2 separate regions of the Gossypium hirsutum genome follow, and region 2 is linked to region 1. Evidence: chromatin contacts called from public Hi-C data. All regions are on one chromosome and are shown on one strand. Each heading gives the region's core, a stretch centred on a gene start, on an enhancer-like site or on the middle of the called end of the contact. The rest is flanking DNA. Distances are from core to core; before and after follow the strand shown. Region 1 has its middle 7.5 kb from the start of LOC107958643. Region 2 holds the start of LOC107958639 (ABC transporter I family member 21).

Region 1 (3,209 bases), core at 378-2,877:
CCATTTGAATTTATTATTTACTTAAATACTAAAACATGAGACCGAATAGGATTAAGGTTGAAAAATTCTTTTGAAAACCGAGACGCAATGAAGAATGGCCTAAATCTCTTACAAATTTTTCTTCAATTAAACCATTTGTCTAATAAATATATATTATTGAGAAGGATGAGAATGAATGAATGGATGCATTGCATGGGGGCCTCCCTTAAGACTAAAGCAATGATACGTAGTACGTCGTCTGCAAATTGATATAGATAGGGGACTGCCATTTCTGTTTTTTACCACGTGTGGGTAATCTGTTTTCCCTGTACTATACACGGTGGTTGTCTCCTGCCACTGCTCTGCTGGTTCCTCATTTATATATATAGCTTTATTATATCGCCTGCAGCTGTCCACACCTCTCTCTCTATCTCTTATGTGTCCACGTCTGGTTTGTTTCTTTTCGGTTTTGGAGCTTTAAGCTTTTTATTCCTGGCTTATAGAGGCATGGATATGAGGTAAAAAAAAAACTAAACTCAACTCTTCGGTGCTTATAGCTAAATTAAGGGCTTTCTGTTTCTTTTCATGGTACGGTCCCCTTTTGAACTAAGAATTGTTCGTTTTCTTGGTTCAAACACACCACAACAGTCAACAACAACAAAAGCATCGTTTTTACTTTGTACTTTCTAAGCTATTGTCCACATATTTAGAGCCAAGTAACTCACAAACATTTGTTTATATTATAAACGGACTTGAGGAGTACTATTAAGTAATGTTAATCTTCAATTTACTTTATAATTTTGCACTGTCAATGCCAATACATAGAGTCATAGAAGTGCATGAAAGTGCAAGACTGCAGCAACGTGAGAATCACTGCTCCCAATAAGCAATTGCAGACAGTTAAAGAATCTAGCTATATACACAGTTACAGCAGTCTCCATTGACAGAGATACCTTGAACGGCAACAGCAGGAGTAAACAGGGAACGAAGAGAGTTGTCAAGTAGCTGAAGTATCTGCCGGTAGGGGTCCATTATTAATCCACCTTTCACTTGCATGTAATTGCAGGTCATTTTCATTTTTTTTTTGTAATTAATTTCAATGCATAATATTTTTTTGAACCATCTTTTCTTTGATCTGACCCCCCCTCACACACAAAGATAACGGTAGCAGACAAATTTAACTGTTTCTGCTACCTCTCCACCACTCCCTCAATCAGCTGCTAGTGCCCCTATTTATGATCCTACCTAGCTATGAACCCTCACCTGCCTCCGGTTCTTGAGATTTGAGAAAAGCTCAAAAAATAAAAAATGGGGTTTGATTGTCGGCCTGAAATCTGGATGTTGGGGATGTGACCCCCCACCAACTCCCATTCAAACAACACAACCCTGACTTATAAATTCCAACCCTAGTCAAAAAATTTTCGAGGGTTTTCAGCAGTAGCATATATAGGGAATTACAAAGGTATTGGTGCATAGCAGATGGGATGTAGTCGGTAAGAGGGGAAGAATGGTGTCTGTATGGTAATTATGGGCTTTTGAAGGATTTGGGTGAAATTGGTAAACAAACAGTGAGCTAGGTAAGGGGAGGGTGAGGACCACCGGGGGTAGCTAGCTAGCTAGCTAGCTAGCTAATTATGCTGAAGACCAACATCTTCCCTCTGCTTTATACAATGTGAGTGAGGGTACGTGGTTCCCGACATGATATATACGTGAAGCTTGGCTGATTTTGCAACTTCATACTGCGGTGCTGGCCGGTGGGCAGCCTTGCTCCTTACTGTTACTGTACTAGTATTATGTAATCAAGTATATATGAATGGTTGTAGTTTTTCATGCCTCAAATCATACAATATACTATCCTTTCCTTTCCTTTTTTTCACTTGAATGATGCTATCGCAAATCTAGAGTCAAATCACATCACACGAAAATCTGACTTTCCATTCAATTTCCCCCACCAATAACATCACCTTATATTTCAATCTATATAATGAATCAGTTTATTTATAGCTAAGGTTTCTATTTGTAATTTTAAAATTTTAAATTAGTAAAGGTAAAATTGTACTTCACTCCTCTAAAAATGATAAAAATGTGATTTAATCCTCTAAAAATTATAAATATTTAAGCTATTAAAAAAATTAATTTCGACCCCTAAAATAATTTTCTTCGTCCCTGATTTCATTATATATATATTTAAAATTTTGGATTTAAGGGCACAATTTTACTATATATTAAATTATAATTTCATTATTTATAACGGGATTGAATTACAATTTTTTCCATTTTGAGGACCAAAGCTTTTGTATTGGCTTTTGCATATATGAAGTCTCCATTCATATAATCGTAATTGTGAACCTTTTTGGAAACAAGCATTATGAGTTCGGTTTTTAATTTGGGCTTGCAAGCCCAACCCATAATAAAGAACCATTGAAGCAGTTTTCTTGTGATCTTAAAGAGCCCAATTGATTTGGCCAGAACAAAAATGAAAGCTCAAATCCTGCTATTAGACCCTGTGCTTTATGTAATTTGTGGATTTAGTACCTCTATAACTTGACCAATTTTAGTCCCTATATTTTTCAAAATTTGAAATTTTAGTCCCGACCCAATGATAACAGCTAATTACCTGTTTGGTTAAATTATGTTATTAGTCTTGTATTATGCGCAAAGTTATAGATCTTGTATTATGTTCACCAAAAGTTTTCGTTTATTTAAATTAAATGAACATTAAACGAATGCGGATTTCACAAACAAACAACGCTAATAACATATTTTAAATTTTAGATATGAAATAATTGAACATAAATATTAATAAATATATTACAAGTAAATAAAATAAGTTACTCTTGTTGAATTGATGTAATAAACGAGACTCGAAATATTGTATTAATTTATATATAACCCTAAATTAAAACAACTGAAGAGCATAACAATGACTAGAAAGAGGGATACAATTGCATTATTATTATGAAGGATAACACAAAGTGAGCCTTGTATTTACTCAAAATGATTGTACTTGGTGAAGTGGGGTTGGCATTCTTCCTCCTCCACCACACTTTCACATGTGGAAATATAGCAAGTTAGGATTAATGAAGCTGTGGAATATATGTATATCCACCAAATAATTGAAGTTCACGTGAGGATGTATACATAATTGGATAATCATGAAAAGATGGATGGATTAGTGTATTTTAAACTTTCTGCAACAGGAGAATAGAAAATGCAAATTCAGATACCTC
Region 2 (3,209 bases), core at 474-2,973, 55 kb after region 1:
TGTTTTTCTCTTGAATGTACCATTGTTAGGGAATTGGGTATCATAATATGTTTACCACATCCACATTCGTTATTTTTCATAGCTTTTGTCAAGCAAAGTTGTGCCAACATCTATATGATTCTGTGTGTTACATAGCTTTTGCTTTTGGGTGGAAAAGCACTTTAACTCCAAAAGTCAGGTGTTCTTCATTGCTTCTACGGTAGAAAAGCACTTTTGAAACCCCAAATGCAATGAAGAACGGGGCCTTAATTGTTTCTTTGACATTGTATACATATAGCCACATTGACTTCCTTTACCTCTTACTGGCGATTGTGTTGAGCTAAATCAAATGCTTATTGTTCACAAGCGGTGGTGTAGGTGTAGATTTGGAATGGAAGCTCTGATATAAGAAAATGGAATTAACTTTAGGCTTTTAAAATATTTTCATGCTTGATCTATGGATGTTTTCCTAGGAGGCTTCCGATTTTCTGAGTAACAGAAACTCGTGTTTGGTTCCACAATTAACTCCCTTGATGACATTTACAGAGGAATCACCTTCCAGCAACCGGATCAGGATCTACGAAGACCACTGCATCAGGATGGGCAGCTTTCTAAATCTGCATTATCATTTATTCTCAAGTATGTAAGCTCTTGTGTTTGATGCTTTTGATATTTGAAACGAAAAAGGAAATGAAGAAAGGAAAAAAGGGACAGGGTGCCTTATACTTTCATGTTTGGAAAATAATATCATATATATATATGCCTCTTTCGTCCGACGTGAACCATTTATGTTTTCTTATACAATTTCAATATAATAGAGAAAATCAATAAATTTTCTGTTAAACATTGTGTGAATTGATACGTGACATGCCAAGAGTACTCAAAACTCTGCTCCCTTTTGGAATTTGCTCATTGTTGTTCTTCCTCATCCCTCGCAGAAAAAGAATAGAAAACAAAACAAAACAGTTTTAGCACCAAATATTTGTGAATAATGATTAGGAATGGCAATAAGTCGGATATTTTTATATTTTGAATTATTCGTTTATTAATGGAAAATTATTCAAGTATTGCTACCTAAATTTAAATTAAATACTATTATTTGTTGGATAACTGAATCCGTAAAAACCCAATTTTAAAAATTCTAATATTTTTGAATATCCAAATTTGCAAAAATTTGTTAAAACTCTTTTTATATATATATGAAAATAAAAATTATAAACATTTTGTAACAAGTGGATTTTAATATTCATATTCGACTAATGGGTTTTCAATGTATCTATTCTGAGTCTATGATGATGAATGGTAATTTTAAAATCCGAATTCACGAAAAACATATTGAATATCCGCAACCTGAATTATTATCCTAAAGGCAAACATTTAAGTTAGTATATATATTTAAGAGACACTAAAGTTTGTCATCATTTCAAATGTCTTCCTAGAGGTAATAAAATTAAGAAATTTGGAAATTGATTGAGTAAATTTTTATTAATTTAGGTTATTTTAATTTTTATTTCACAAGTTAAAAAATTTATTATTCAAACAGAAATGAATTTAAGTACTTAATATTCAAATTAGTGAAGATATCTTAAAAATATTATTCGGTCCTGCTTTCTCCGCAAGGCAAGCAAACAAAGTAAAAACACTGTCGTTTTAGCTTTTACACTTCCTATCAAAACGCAGCCGCACATCCCCGTTTCTTTACCCCTTATAAAATTGAAACGAATAACGTGTCCCAACACATATCTTCAACGTGTAAAATTCTGTGCAAGGAGATCCAGTTCCACCAACCGTTTACGTGGCTAAATCCCAGCAATAACAGTTAGAAGACATGAATATTAAAATGGCCGCAAAAACGGAAGATGTAAAGAACCGGGGGGTTCACACGAAAAATGGCGGAACAAGCTTGTTGCCGATCAGGAGAAGGAAAGGAAAATGGAGGAGACTCGCAAGGCATCACCGTATGCGACATGCAATTCGCCTACGAATTGCAGCATCCGCTTTTCTTCGATTTCAATCTTGACATCGCTCGTGGATCTCGTTGCCTTCTCGTCGGCGCCAACGGATCTGGTAATTTCAATTTGCTTTCGAACAACGACGATTTTGTAAAGGAATTTTGATTCTAATTTTTTAACTGTGAGCAGGGAAGACGACATTGTTGAAAATTTTAGCAGGAAAACATATGGTGGGTGGAAGAGAAGTCGTGAGAGTACTAAACCGTTCGGCTTTTCACGATACTCAACTTGTTTGTGGTGGTGATTTAGCTTATTTGGGAGGATCTTGGAGTAAAACTATTGGCTCTGCTGTTAGTCAATTTTCCTTTTTTTTTTTTTAAAGATTAGTATCCACCGTTTTCGTTTAAAACTACAAATTTACTGTGCCAAACATATGCAGGGAGAGGTTCCATTGCAGGGAGACTTCTCAGCGGAACACATGATATTTGGAGGTGAGTGCTAATTAGTCTCTTGTCGTTTGTTGCTTTCTTTACTTGCTCCTTTGTTCTCCTTTGAAATTAAGCATTCTTTTTGGGTCTAAAATTATTGTTGGCAGTTGAAGGGATTGATCCTGTAAGGAGAGATAAATTGATTGAGTTGCTTGATATTGATTTGCAATGGAGAATGCATAAGGTATCTGATGGACAACGACGTCGAGTCCAAATTTGCATGGGTCTTCTTCAACCTTTTCAGGTATTTTGAAGTTATTAATATGTCACATTTGTGTGACTGATATCTTCACTTGAAGATTTACGATTCTGCTATTGCTATAATCTACAACTGATGAAATGTAATGTACCTTAATTACCTAGTGACAAGCAAACATTCAACTGCTACCTTCCACTTCAAGCTCATATATGTTTTTGGATAATTTTGTGACTTCTAATCTGCATAATTACTAGTTTTCCTGATTTGTTTGTAACTTAATGTTTTCTTTTACTTGATTGCAGGTTCTTTTGCTAGATGAGGTCACCGTGGACCTTGACGTTGTTGCGAGGATGGATTTACTTGATTTCTTTAAGGAAGAATGTGAGCAGGTACTGACTTCTGTTCTCTGCCCTTGCAATCACATGCTAAAGTACTGACTGGTTGTTGAATATGAATAAGGTGCTGGAACATTACTATGTTGAATATTTCTTACGAAAAGTATATAACTGATATAGCTCTTCATTATTTGGCACTTTCTTTCTGCAACAATTAGTAAAATTGATGGTTTCATTTTGATTATGGGCTGTCTCT

What was found. Hi-C and Micro-C count contacts between places; a contact is called where the count stands out from the background.
Region 2: a contact with region 1 is called in a Hi-C map of leaf, with 2.7 times the contacts expected there. The contact joins the promoter of LOC107958639 here to the enhancer-like site in region 1. A contact is called at or near these places in 2 of 34 Hi-C or Micro-C datasets (anther and leaf).

The regions. Positions count from the first base shown.
Region 1 is chrD07:56,351,419-56,354,627 of Gossypium_hirsutum_v2.1, forward strand. No RefSeq gene overlaps it. Among protein-coding and RNA genes, the nearest start is that of LOC107958643, 7.5 kb to the right of the region's middle. Within about 2 kb of position 1,628, at least 3 of the 9 cell types and tissues checked have an H3K27ac peak or open chromatin away from gene starts, as enhancers often do. A contact at or near this core is called in leaf, where this site is marked.
Region 2 is chrD07:56,405,870-56,409,078 of Gossypium_hirsutum_v2.1, forward strand. LOC107958639 (ABC transporter I family member 21) reads left to right here and starts at 1,724. Exons shown (of 6, transcript XM_016894462.2): 1 at 1,724-2,046; 2 at 2,121-2,281; 3 at 2,371-2,422; 4 at 2,527-2,663; 5 at 2,921-3,007. The coding sequence starts at 1,869. LOC107958641 reads left to right here. Exons shown (of 3, transcript XM_016894463.2): 3 at 526-823. The coding sequence ends at 594.